Linked DNA regions of Sus scrofa: region 2 is linked to region 1. The links are chromatin contacts, called in public Hi-C maps. All regions are on one chromosome and are shown on one strand. The core of a region is the stretch at or near the end of the contact, and the rest is flanking DNA. Distances in the headings are between cores, read along the strand shown.

What was found. A called contact is a pair of places that touch in the nucleus more often than the background predicts.
Region 2: a contact with region 1 is called in a Hi-C map of alveolar macrophages, with 2.4 times the contacts expected there. The contact joins two enhancer-like sites. A contact is called at or near these places in 1 of 5 promoter capture datasets (liver), 20 of 47 Hi-C or Micro-C datasets (alveolar macrophages, blood, brain and 12 more) and 2 of 2 datasets of contacts at active chromatin or transcription factors (alveolar macrophages and skeletal muscle).

The regions. Positions count from the first base shown.
Region 1 is chr17:11,008,004-11,013,696 of Sscrofa11.1, reverse strand. KAT6A (histone acetyltransferase KAT6A) reads left to right here. Exons shown (of 20, transcript XM_021078038.1): 17 at 2,774-3,083; 18 at 5,540-5,693. Among named protein-coding and RNA genes, the nearest start is that of ANK1, 26 kb to the right of the region's middle. Within about 2 kb of position 3,131, at least 3 of the 83 cell types and tissues checked have an H3K27ac peak or open chromatin away from gene starts, as enhancers often do. A contact at or near this core is called in alveolar macrophages, where this site is marked.
Region 2 is chr17:11,147,581-11,153,273 of Sscrofa11.1, reverse strand. No RefSeq gene overlaps it. Among named protein-coding and RNA genes, the nearest start is that of AP3M2, 17 kb to the left of the region's middle. Within about 2 kb of position 3,268, at least 55 of the 83 cell types and tissues checked have an H3K27ac peak or open chromatin away from gene starts, as enhancers often do. A contact at or near this core is called in alveolar macrophages, where this site is marked.

The DNA of each region.
Region 1 (5,693 bases), core at 1,882-4,381:
AATGAAATCATTCTTTTTTTTTTTTTTTTTTTTTTTTTGTCTTTTTGCCATTTCTTGGGCTGCTCCCACTCCCGCGGCATATGGAGGTTCCCAGGCTAGGGGTCCAATCGGAGCTTTTGCCACAGCCACAGCAACGCCAGACCTGAGCTCAGTCTGCGACCTAAACCACAGCTCACGGCAACGCCAGATCCTTAACCCACTGAGCAAGGCCAGGGATTGAAACTGCGTCCTCATGAATACTAGTCAGATTCGTTTCCACTGAGCCACAATGAGAAATGCCCTAAAAAAAAAAGTTTTCCATTTTAGAACAGTTTCAGATTTATAGATTTATTGCAGGGAAGTACAAAAAGTCCCTATGTTCCCCACACCCATTTTCCCCTATTATTAGCCCTTTACCTTGGTATGGTACATTTGTCACAGATAGTGAACCAGCGCTGATACATTATTAACTAGAATTCATACTTCATTCAGATTTCCTCAGTTTTCCCCAGTGTTCTCCTTCTGCCTCAGGATCCCATCCAGCACAACCCATTACATTTAGTCATCATGTCTCTTTAAGCCCCTCTTGTCTATGACAGTTTCTGGCACTCCTTGGTTTTGATGGCCTTGGCAGTTTTGAGGAGTACTAGCCGGATATTAGAAGGGGTGATGTGTTTTGCAAAGAAGACCACAGAGGTGAAGTGCCGTCATCGCAGCATAAAAGCCATCAGTATTCACCGATATACCCACTACAAGGGGATTTGCCATCAGTGTGCCCTCTCACTGTTATGTTAACCTCACTTATCTGGCTCTGGTTGTTTGTCAGCTTCCTCCACTGTAGAGTTACTCCTTTTTTTCCACACCCTTTCCCGTACTGTACTCTTTGGAAAGAAGTTACTGCCCGCAGCCACACTTGAGATGTGGGGAGTTATATTCTACTCCCTAAGAGCAGCATATCTGTATTAATTATTTGGAATGCTGCTTAAGAGATTTATCTGTTCTTCTTCATCTGTTTATTTATTCAGGCATTTATTTATATTAGTATGGGCTCAGAGATATTTACTTTATACTTTGAGTTATAATCAAAGTTCTGCCACTTCATTTATTAATTTGTTGCTCAAATTATTCCAGATTCAGCCATTAGGAGCTTTTTCTGCTTTTGCTCAATGTGCAAACCCTCATCATTGTGAAGTTGTTTTGTTTTGAGTACTTCCTTACATTTTTGTGCTACAAAATATTCCAGGAGTTCCCATCATGGCTCAGTGATTAGCGAATCTGACTAGGAACCATGAGGTTGCGGGTTCGATCCCTGGCCTTGCTCAGTGGGTTAAGGATCTTGCGTGGCTATGGCTGTGGTGTAGGCCAGTGGCTACAGCTCCGATTGAACCCCTAGCCTGGGAATCTCCAGTTGGTGCCTGTGTGGCCCTAGAAAAGGCAAAAAGACCAAAAAAAAAAAAAAAAAAAAAATTCCAGGTTCATGTTGTGTTTATCATGCCCCAATCCTATAATCAGACATTTCTTCAAAGAGTAGGGCCATGTTTAATCTAGTTTGAAAATTGTGTTCTCAACTAGAAGGACTACTAAATTTAAAGTAGAGAAAAATTCTACTATTCTTTATATAACTATGAATAATATATCTTTGCAATCTTAGGCTTATATTGTCTATTTATAAGATGAAATTATACTATTTCCCCATGTAAAAAGACAATAGGGAGTTCCTGTTGTGGCTCAGCAGGTTAAGAACTGGACATAGTGTCTGTGAGGATGCAGGTTCGATCCCTGGCCTCACTCAGTGGGTTAAGGATCCAGTGTTGCCACAAGCTGTGGCATAGATCTCCGATGTGGCTCAGATCTGGTGTTGGTGTAGCTGTGGCGTAGGCCTCAGCTGTACCCCTGGTTTGACCCCTAGCCCAGGAATTTCCCAGCCCACAGGTTTGGTCTTTAAAAGAAAAAAAAAAAAAAAAAAAAAACAGTATTATAATAGGCAGTGAGATCATGTATAAGATACTCGGACATGAAGTTTTGAAAAAATTCACTTGACTCGGAGTCAAGCTATTTTACAGCCATTTCTATACTGACTGGATATGACCTTAAAGCAGGTCCTATAACTTCTCTGGCCTCTCTAGAATGAGGTGATTGAAGTAGATCAGTTTTGGTGATGTGATATCTAATATTATATGATCTAAGGTGTTAAATCAACCCTAGTACACAGTTGTGTCTAATGTGCCAAATTCCAATAACAGATTTATTTTACTTTTGAAATTCTCACCAATACCAAGGAAATCTGTACTGACTCTGAATTCCCACGCTGCTCTGTGACTCTTTGTGGATAGCTCCTGAAAACAGTGTACAGCATTCCTAATGGTTCTGCTGACCTGCACAGTAGAGCTGTGAGACAAAGTGTTTTGTTTTGTTTTGTTTTGTTTTGTTTTGTTTTGTTTTCTTTTGTGGAAAGAGAATTTAAGGGACTAGGCTCTGTGTCATTTCAGTATTGAAATAAGCAGCTCCCTAGGGTGTTAAAATTAATGGAACTGTTAGTAATACCTGCTCTTTGGGTGCGCCTGTCTCTATTTTTTTACAAAGTTGTATTCAGTGATAATTTGTGTCTGTGATACTTTAGGTATAGTATCTTACTCTAGTATTTTGAAATAACATTCAAAATGTCTTTTGGCAAACAGCATCCTCATTTTATATGTGTTAATCCTATTAGGTTTAAAAACTATTAATTGTGTTATTAGTGGAAATGATAGCATTCATTACTGTCAATAAAATGCTTTCTTTCTCTTTTAAATAGAAACCAATTCTTCACCGAAGAAGGCGAGTCCGAAAGCGCAAACACCACAATAGCAGTGTGGTCACAGAGACCATTTCTGAGACCACAGAGGTATTAGACGAGCCTTTTGAAGACTCTGACTCGGAAAGGCCGATGCCAAGGTTAGAACCCACATTTGAGATTGACGAGGAGGAGGAAGAGGATGAGAATGAGCTCTTCTCTAGAGGGTACTTCCGTCGCTTGTCCTCCCAAGATGTTCTCAGGTGTCGATCTGCTTCTAAGAGGAAGTCAAAAGATGAAGACGATGACGAAGAGTCAGACGATGTTGATGGTATGTTTCACAGACCTGTTGCTTATTGCAGTTCTCTTGCAACAGAAAGGGCTGAAGACAGACATGACCCACTGGGCATGTGCAGGACAGCTTGTAGCTTCTAAAGAGTTGTAGGAAGTGTATTCATTCTCATTTTCTTTTTCAGTTCTTTGTCCTTTTATAAAAATGCTTTTTCCTAGTTCCTCCTTCAACTTACAACCTTTTTTGCCTCTGTAGAAAATATCTTGCTGTTAGGAAATTGTTCTTTTTTGCCTAATTTTCTCTCAGCCGTTATCTGAATCATTTGTTAATGGGTAGATTAGACTTAGCATAAGGAAAATATCTAATTAATAACCCTTTCCTAGAATGTGCAGTCTATAGACACAGTGTGTTTTGCTAATTATGTATGCTGAATGCTTAAAAGAGGCACTCAGTAAATATTGTTAAATAAATAGGTGCTTAGAAGGTAGTTCTTAAATAAGGTCAGATACATGTCAGTTTGGACTCACTTCAAATCTGTTCCTGAATCATATTTCTATTATGTCTTAGCTAGTAGTATAATAGATATTTATTAGTAAATTTCTAATGAAAGGTAACTGTACCTAAAAATAAGTTAAATTTTATGGCATAGCTAAAAATCCAGTGATTAGCCTTGTCATTTCCTCTTTAGAGATTAAAAAATGAGCTCATATATGACTTGGGTCTCAAACTAGTCATTCGCATCTTAGCCTGAAGTTTTTGCCCCTGTGTCACTCTGCCTCTGTCTGCAGTGATTGCCTTGATGGGCTCAAACTGAGCTGCTTTGCTTTGCTTGGTACATAAATCTGTAGCTTTTATGTACCAACTAGTTGAGCTTTTATTCTCCTTTTAAAAATAAATTCAATTTCAAATCTAGCATTTTCTCCAGTCTTATATTTTTATGTACTTTTAATGTAGTGATAAGATGAATAAATTTTTTGCTTTATTCTGAATGATTTTCCAGAATTACATTTTGAGATATAGAACTAAAAATTGATATTGTAAAAAATGTGGCACTTTATTAAAATTCTATCTTGGATCATTGCAGATTAAAATAATCTCTAAGTTCCTGTTGGACAAAGTTTTCTCTAAAGTAGCCATTACCTTTGTTTTCAGGTTATTACTGCTAACTATACCTTTTAGTCCCACTGGTTCCCCCCTGCACTCCCCAAAATTCCATTCTTACATTGGTGTTCTTCCCTTTAAAAAGTAATGGGAAATGTGAATGTACTTAATTCCACACCAAACTGTAGTATCTAAAAATGGTTAAAATGGTGAACTTTATATGCTGTGCATATATTCATTCATATATGAATATATATGATACTCCAGTTTTTAGAAGTAGAAAAAATTAATGAGAATATAATGCTGATATCAAATTTATTTCTGATAAACCATTGTCATTGGTACTTTAACTTTTGCTTCAGGTCAGTATTTGTCCAGGACTACATGCCTTGCAGCTATTCCTGTACAAACACTTTGGTTGGGAACAATGTGGGATTGTTCAGTCGTGGCCTAGAATCATTGGCTTACGATATTACCTGAAATAATGATTTTGGTAGAAACTAAGAAACCCAGAGCAGTAATACAAATGGCGAACAGAAAAAAAAAAAAAGCAATGAGCTGATTTGTAATTTAAACAGCAAAGACAGCTTGTCTACAGTAGTTGTAAGGGAGTTCCCACAGTGGTGCAGTGGGTTAAGAATCCAGCAGTAACAAACCTAACTAGTATCCATGGGGACACAGGTTCAGTCCCTGGCCTTGCTCCGTGGGTTAAGGATCTGGCATTGCGGTGAGCTGTGGTGTAGGTTGCAGATGCAGCTTGGATCTGGCATTGCTGTGCCTGTGATGTAGGATGGCAGCTACAGCTCCAATTCGACCTCAAGCCTGGGACCTTCCATATGCCGTGGGTACAGCCCTTAAAAAAAAAAAAGAATCCAACTGCACCAACTGCAGTGGCAGGGGTTGCTGCAGCGGCATGCATTCAGTCCCTGGGTGGCTCAGTGGGTTAAAGGATCCCACAACAGCTGAGGCGTAGGTTGCAGCAGCTGCTCAGATTCCGTCCCTGGCCTGGGTACTTCCATATGCCCAGGGTGCAGCCATAAATAAATAAATACATGAAGTAGCTATAAGGACTGTTTAGTATATGCATCTTTGTAAAGCTTATCTCCGTTTTCTAGATACGAAACTGAATCTTAGAGTAACTTCCCAAAGCTATACGGTTGGTAGTGATAAACTTGCACTGCCTTGAACTAGTTAGTGGGTAGGATTCTTTCATTGTTCTGTCAGTTCCATTATGTGACTTGAGAAGATCTCAGTAATTAGGTTTTTCCTGAGATTTTCTTAACCTGAAAATGAAGATAATCAGGAGTTTGGGATGATTACTCATTTCTCTTGTATGGGTTATCTCACAAGATCCTGTAATCTTTTTTTTTTTTTTTTTAATCCCTCCTGTGCAGACACTCCTATCCTAAAGCCAGTATCTCTATTGAGAAAATGTGATGTGAAGGATTCTCCTCTGGAGCCAGATACATCCACGCCCATGAAAAAGAAGAAGGGGTGGCCCAAAGGCAAGAGCCGCAAGCCAGTGCACTGGAAGAAGAGACCTGGTCG
Region 2 (5,693 bases), core at 2,019-4,518, 140 kb before region 1:
CAGCAACGCGGGATCCGAGCTGCGTCTGCGACCTACACCACAGCTCACGGCAACGCCGGATCCTTAACCCACTGAGCAAGGGCAGGGACCGAATCCGCAACCTCATGGTTCCTAGTCGGATTCGTTAACCACTGCGTCACGACGGGAACTCCGAGTGACTCTCATTTGAAATCACTGGGCAAATATGCATCAGATCACATAGGAAAATTGACAGGATTTCCTCCAAAATGTATTCGGCCATGTTGGTGGAAAAAGGAGCTTGGATTGTAAAGAAAAGTTTTTGGTGTAACATCCTTATTATTTTCTAGGTAGTTATTTAGATAAAAATTATGCTCAGGGAAAAAAAAAAAGCAACCCCTTGTTTTGCAAATACTTGTTTCCTGTGTGCCAGACGTGGCTGCTTCCTGTTTACCAAAAGTAATTGTTGGTAACTGGAAGCAAAGACCAGAAAAATGTACCTCTTGTCAGTCACCTGCTGAACTTCCTTTCTCTTACACTTGTCATACTTTTAAGATTTTAAGAGTCCCAAAGATTTTAAATGTCCCATCAAAATGTTAAAAAAAAAATTTGCTCTTTTTTCTTTCTTTTTTTTTTTTTCAGGGCCACACCTTTAGCATATGGACATTTCCAGACTAGGGGTCGAATTGGAGCTGCAGCTTCTGGCCTACACCACAGCCACAGCAATGCCAGATCCAAGCCAAATCTTTCAATCTACGTCACAGCTCACAGCAACACAGGATCCTTAACCCACCGAGCAAGGCCAAGGATTGAACCCAAATCCTCACGGATACTAGTCAGGTTCATTACTGCTGAGCCACAGTGGGAACTCTCAAAACTTTATTCAAAAATAACACTAGAAGGACTTGATGGGAGCTAATACAGTTACCTTTACATTTCTCCCTCTATGGCATCTACCCTTTGAATATTAGATAGAATTTAATGAGTACTCTGATTATTTTTCCTACCCACACAGAATCCTAAGCACGTCTTTATCTCCATAACAGCTTCTAGACCCAGCTTTGCTCTCTCTCTCTTTCATTCTACATTGGCAATCACCATCCCAGGCCCTGCATTTTCCTCTTCTGTGCAATATTCCACTTCCTCCTCCTCTTTTTTTTTTTTTTTTTTTTTTTTGGTTTTTAGGGCTGTCCCTGCAGCATATGAAAGTTCCCAGGCTAGGGGGTCAATTGGAGCTGCAGCTGCTAGGCCCACACCACAGCCACGGCAAGTTGGGATCTAAGTCTCGTCTGCAACCTTCACCACAGCTCACGGCAATGCTGGATTTTTAACCCACTGCGCAAGGCCAGGATACTTAGTTGGGTTCCTTATGGCTGAGCCACAGTGGGAACTCCTCCTACCTTGCTTTTTCTCTCACCACTATAAGCTTTTTTTCTTTACAGATAGGTCTGGAAAACACCATCTGTTCCAATTTTAAGATCTCTGGTGCAGATTATAGGAGTAGTGATCCTACCAACTTCAAATCCCAGACACAGGGTTAGCAGATTTTTTTTTCATTTTTAAATTTAATTTTTATAAACTTCCTTCACCGACAAAATAAAGGAAATCACATTTAGGTATTCCTGAAAAGTCATAAAAAAGTTTATTCTTTTTTCTTTTTAGGACGTATGGACATTCCCAGGCTAGGGGTCAAATTAGAGCTGAAGCTGAGGTCTACACCGCAGCCACAGCAATGCCAGATCCAAGGCATATCTGTGACCCTATGTTGCAGCTTGCAGCAATGCCGGATCCTTAACCTACCGAGCAAGGCCAAGGATCAAACCCTCAGCCTCATAGACACTATGTCAGTTTCTTAACCAGCTGAGCCACAATGGGAACTCAGAAAACTTTAAAAAAATAGTTTAGTAATACATTTCAGCTAGAAGTCTCGTTATTAACACAACAGTGTAAATTAATTATACTTAAAGAAAATAATTTTTTTTTTTTTTTTTAAAGAAGACCGGAAGTGCCCATCGTGGCTCAGCAGTAACTAACCCAACTAATATCCATGAGGATGCGGGTTTGATCCCTGGCCTCAATCACTGAGTTAAGTATCCAGCTTTGCGGTGAGCTGTGGTGTAGGTCGAAGATGTAGCTGGGATCCCGCCTGCTGTGGCTGTGGTGCAGGCGGGCAGCTACAGCTCAGATTCCACCCCTAGCCTGGGAACTTCTATATGTCAGGGGTGTAGCCCTAGAAAGACAAAAAAGTAAAATATAAAAATAAATAAAAAATAGAAAAGAAGTCTGGGAGTTCCTATTGTGGCTCAGTGGGTAGTGAACCTGACTAGTATCCATGAGGAAGGATGTGGGATCAATCCTTGGCCTCACTCAGTGGATTAAGTTGCTGCAAGCTGACTTGGAGGTGGCAGACGTGGCTTGGCTTGGATCGGGTGTTATTATGGCTCTGGCTGTGGTGTAGGTGGGCAGGTGCAGCTCCGATTCTACCCCTAGTACAGGAACTTCCATATGCCACAGGTGCTTCCCTCAAAAGAAAAAATTTAAAAATACATAAGAGGTCTGATCAAAATACAGGTCATATTGTTATTATATGGCTTTTTTTTTTTTTTTTTTTTTTTTTTTTTGCCAGAAAGCTTCCGGCTGTTTGAAGTTGAGATCCGCAGGACAGTTAACCTACCTGTTCTTGCTCTGAGGAACAGACCTGACCTGCAACTTGGGCGCCGAGAGCGTCCGCGGGCCGGGGCCAGGACAGCAATGAGCTCTCGGCTACGGAAGGTGGCGCTGTTAGGTCTGAGGGGAGAAGGGCTGGCGCCGGGACTCCCGGAGCGGAGTTGAAAAAAGCAACCGGGAAGTCCAAAGTGAGTTCCCCTAGTTAGGACATCACACTTGAGAATGGGACTTCTGGGGACTCAAAGATTTCGGAGAAATGGCAGAAATGCTTCAGGAAGAGTAAATCCCAGAGGAAATTTAGACCAAAACTCCGGGCGGGGACTGCGGGCATCTTCTGGGGTCGCGGCTCCGGGCGCGGGTAGAGGAGTTGGCGCGGAGAGAAGGGGGGCGATGAAAACCAAATGTCTTTCATCCCCTGGAGACAAAGAGGTGCCTTCTTTTGACAACAGCTGCCAGTGCCACACACACCATACGGCGGGGCCGGGGGAGGGGCGCCGGGGGAGCGGCGGGGCCGGGACCGCTCCGACTTCCCACAATGGTGGTTGTCATGGTGACGGGCCATCCATCTAAAGGGGTGGCTGAAAGGACCCATTGTTCCTCAGGCGGGCTGCCCGGGCTGTGCCTGTTTCTGAGACACCTTTAAACACCTCCCCGGCTTCCGGAGGGCTGTGGACCGTGGCTGGTGGCGTCCTCCCGAGCCTTAGGCCCGAGATCGCCGGGCTGTCTGGGTTCTGCTCGCTCTGCGCCGGGAACCTGCGGTCACTCGCCCCTCCCCGTCCCTTCCTTCGCGGGCGTGCAGCCAGCAGCGGAGAACACGTGCGGGGCACACACACACACACACACACACACACACACACACACACACACACACACACGGGCTTGGTAGCCCAGCAAGCACACACACAGAGGCCTGGCAACACAGCCAGTAGGCGCGCACGCGCGCGCGCACACACACACACACACACGGGCTTGGTAGCACAGCTGCCACACAGACACAGACACATATATACATGCGCACACACTGGGTGCCACCTGGGTCTGGAAATCAGCGGGAGACACACACACACACACATACACACAGGCCTGGGCCAGCAGGTGAACTGGAGACTGATAACAAGGATTCTGGAGGAACCACACAAGTACTTGCTGAGATCTAGGGCCTGGAGAAAACCCCGCAGAATGACTTTGCAGTCGTGCTGGAAGAAAAAGGAGTACAAAGCTACAGGGTAATGAAGATTAAAAGTTACAAGGCAGCGTGGCACGTTTCCTTACAACAGCAAACACTTGGAGACAACCGAAAAGTTGGTCCCTGAGGGCTGGTTAAATAATGTGGGGTACATCCGTCTGATGAAATGTTAAGCGGCTGTTAAAATCACAAGGCAGCTCTATATGCGGAGCTCAGGGAATGTTCCGTCTATTCTAAGTTATAAAGCAAAATGCAGAACAGCATGAGTAGCATGTGGACGGGTGTGTACACACACACCGCTGTGCACGTGTGTGTGTGTGTGTGTGTGTGTTTGCATGCCAGGAAGCGGTTGCTTCTTAGGACAGTAACTGTGGGACAGGAATGTACAGCGAGGTGATGGAGAAAACATCCTTTTCATCCTATAGTCTTTTATACCTTTTGGATTTTTGTCCTGTGTACCATGTATTATCCAAAAAATCTTTAAATAACTTTTTGGAGGGTGGGAGATGGGATGGGGGTTTGGGATGGAAATGCTATAAAATTGGGTTGTGATGATCATTGTACAACTATAAATGTAATAAAATTCATTGGGTAACTAAAAGAAAAAAGAAAGAAAAAAAACCCCAAAAAATATTTAAATAACTTTAAAATTGCATCTGAACACTATCTAATGAGATTGGGAATTCTCCATAAAGTGTCTGAGCTCTTTTTAAAAATATTTTAATAAGGGGAGTTCCCATCGTGGCTCAGCGGGTTAAGAACCTGACATAGTGCCTGTGAGGATGAGGATTTGATCCCTGGTCTTGCTCATTGGGTTAAGTATCCAGCATTGCCACAAGCTGTGGTAGAGGTCACAGGTGCAGCTCAATCTGGTGTTGGTGTGGCTGTGGCGTAGGCTGGCAGCTACAGCTCCAATTGGACCCCTAGCCTGGGCACTTCCATATACCGCAGGTGCAATTGTAAAAAGAATAATTAATTAATTAATTAAATTTTACCAAGTATTAAAATTTTTTTATGGTCACCCCAGAGCCTGGGCCAGTGATTGAATCTGAGCTATAGCTACAGCAACACCAGATCATTTACCCACTGTGCCGGGCTGAGGATTGAACCTGTGCTTTGGCAGTGACCCAAGCTGCTGCAGTGGGATTCTTAACCCACTGTACCACAGCAGGAACTCCATTAAGTATGAATTTTTAAAGTATACATGGACAACAAATACCATTAACTCACAGATACAGAAAGAATGACAAAACTTGCAAATACACACCTCTGGGAGCCTACTGTACAATCTATTACATCAAATTAATCACAATTAAACAAATATGACATTAGGGTGATTTTCCTAATTAGAAAATGATTATACAAGTGAAGAAACAAGAAGTGTTCTTCATTTTACCTAATATCACACAGCTAAGAAAGCTGCAGAGCCTGGACTTGAACTCATATCTGCCTGACACAAACCTACATTCTTTTGTTGTTGTCGTCTTTTTTTTTTTTTTTTTTCTTTTAGGGCCGCATACATGGCATATGGAGTTTCCCAGGCTAGGGGTCTTATCGGAGCTGTAGCTGCCAACCTACACTACAACCACAGCAACACAGGGTTCAAGCCTCGTCTACAACCTACACCACAGCTCACAGCAACGCTGGATCCTTAACCCACTGAGTGAGGCCAGGGATCGAACCTGTAACCTCATGGTACCTAGTTGGACTCGGTTCCGCTGCGCCTCAACGGGAACTCCACAAACCTACGTTCTTGGGTTTTTGTTTCTTCTTTTTTGGCCTAGCTGAGTGCAGCATGTGCAATTTCCAAGCCAGGCATCAGATCCGAGCCTCAGTTTCAACCTATGCTGCCGCTGCAGCAACCCCAGATCCTTAACGCGCT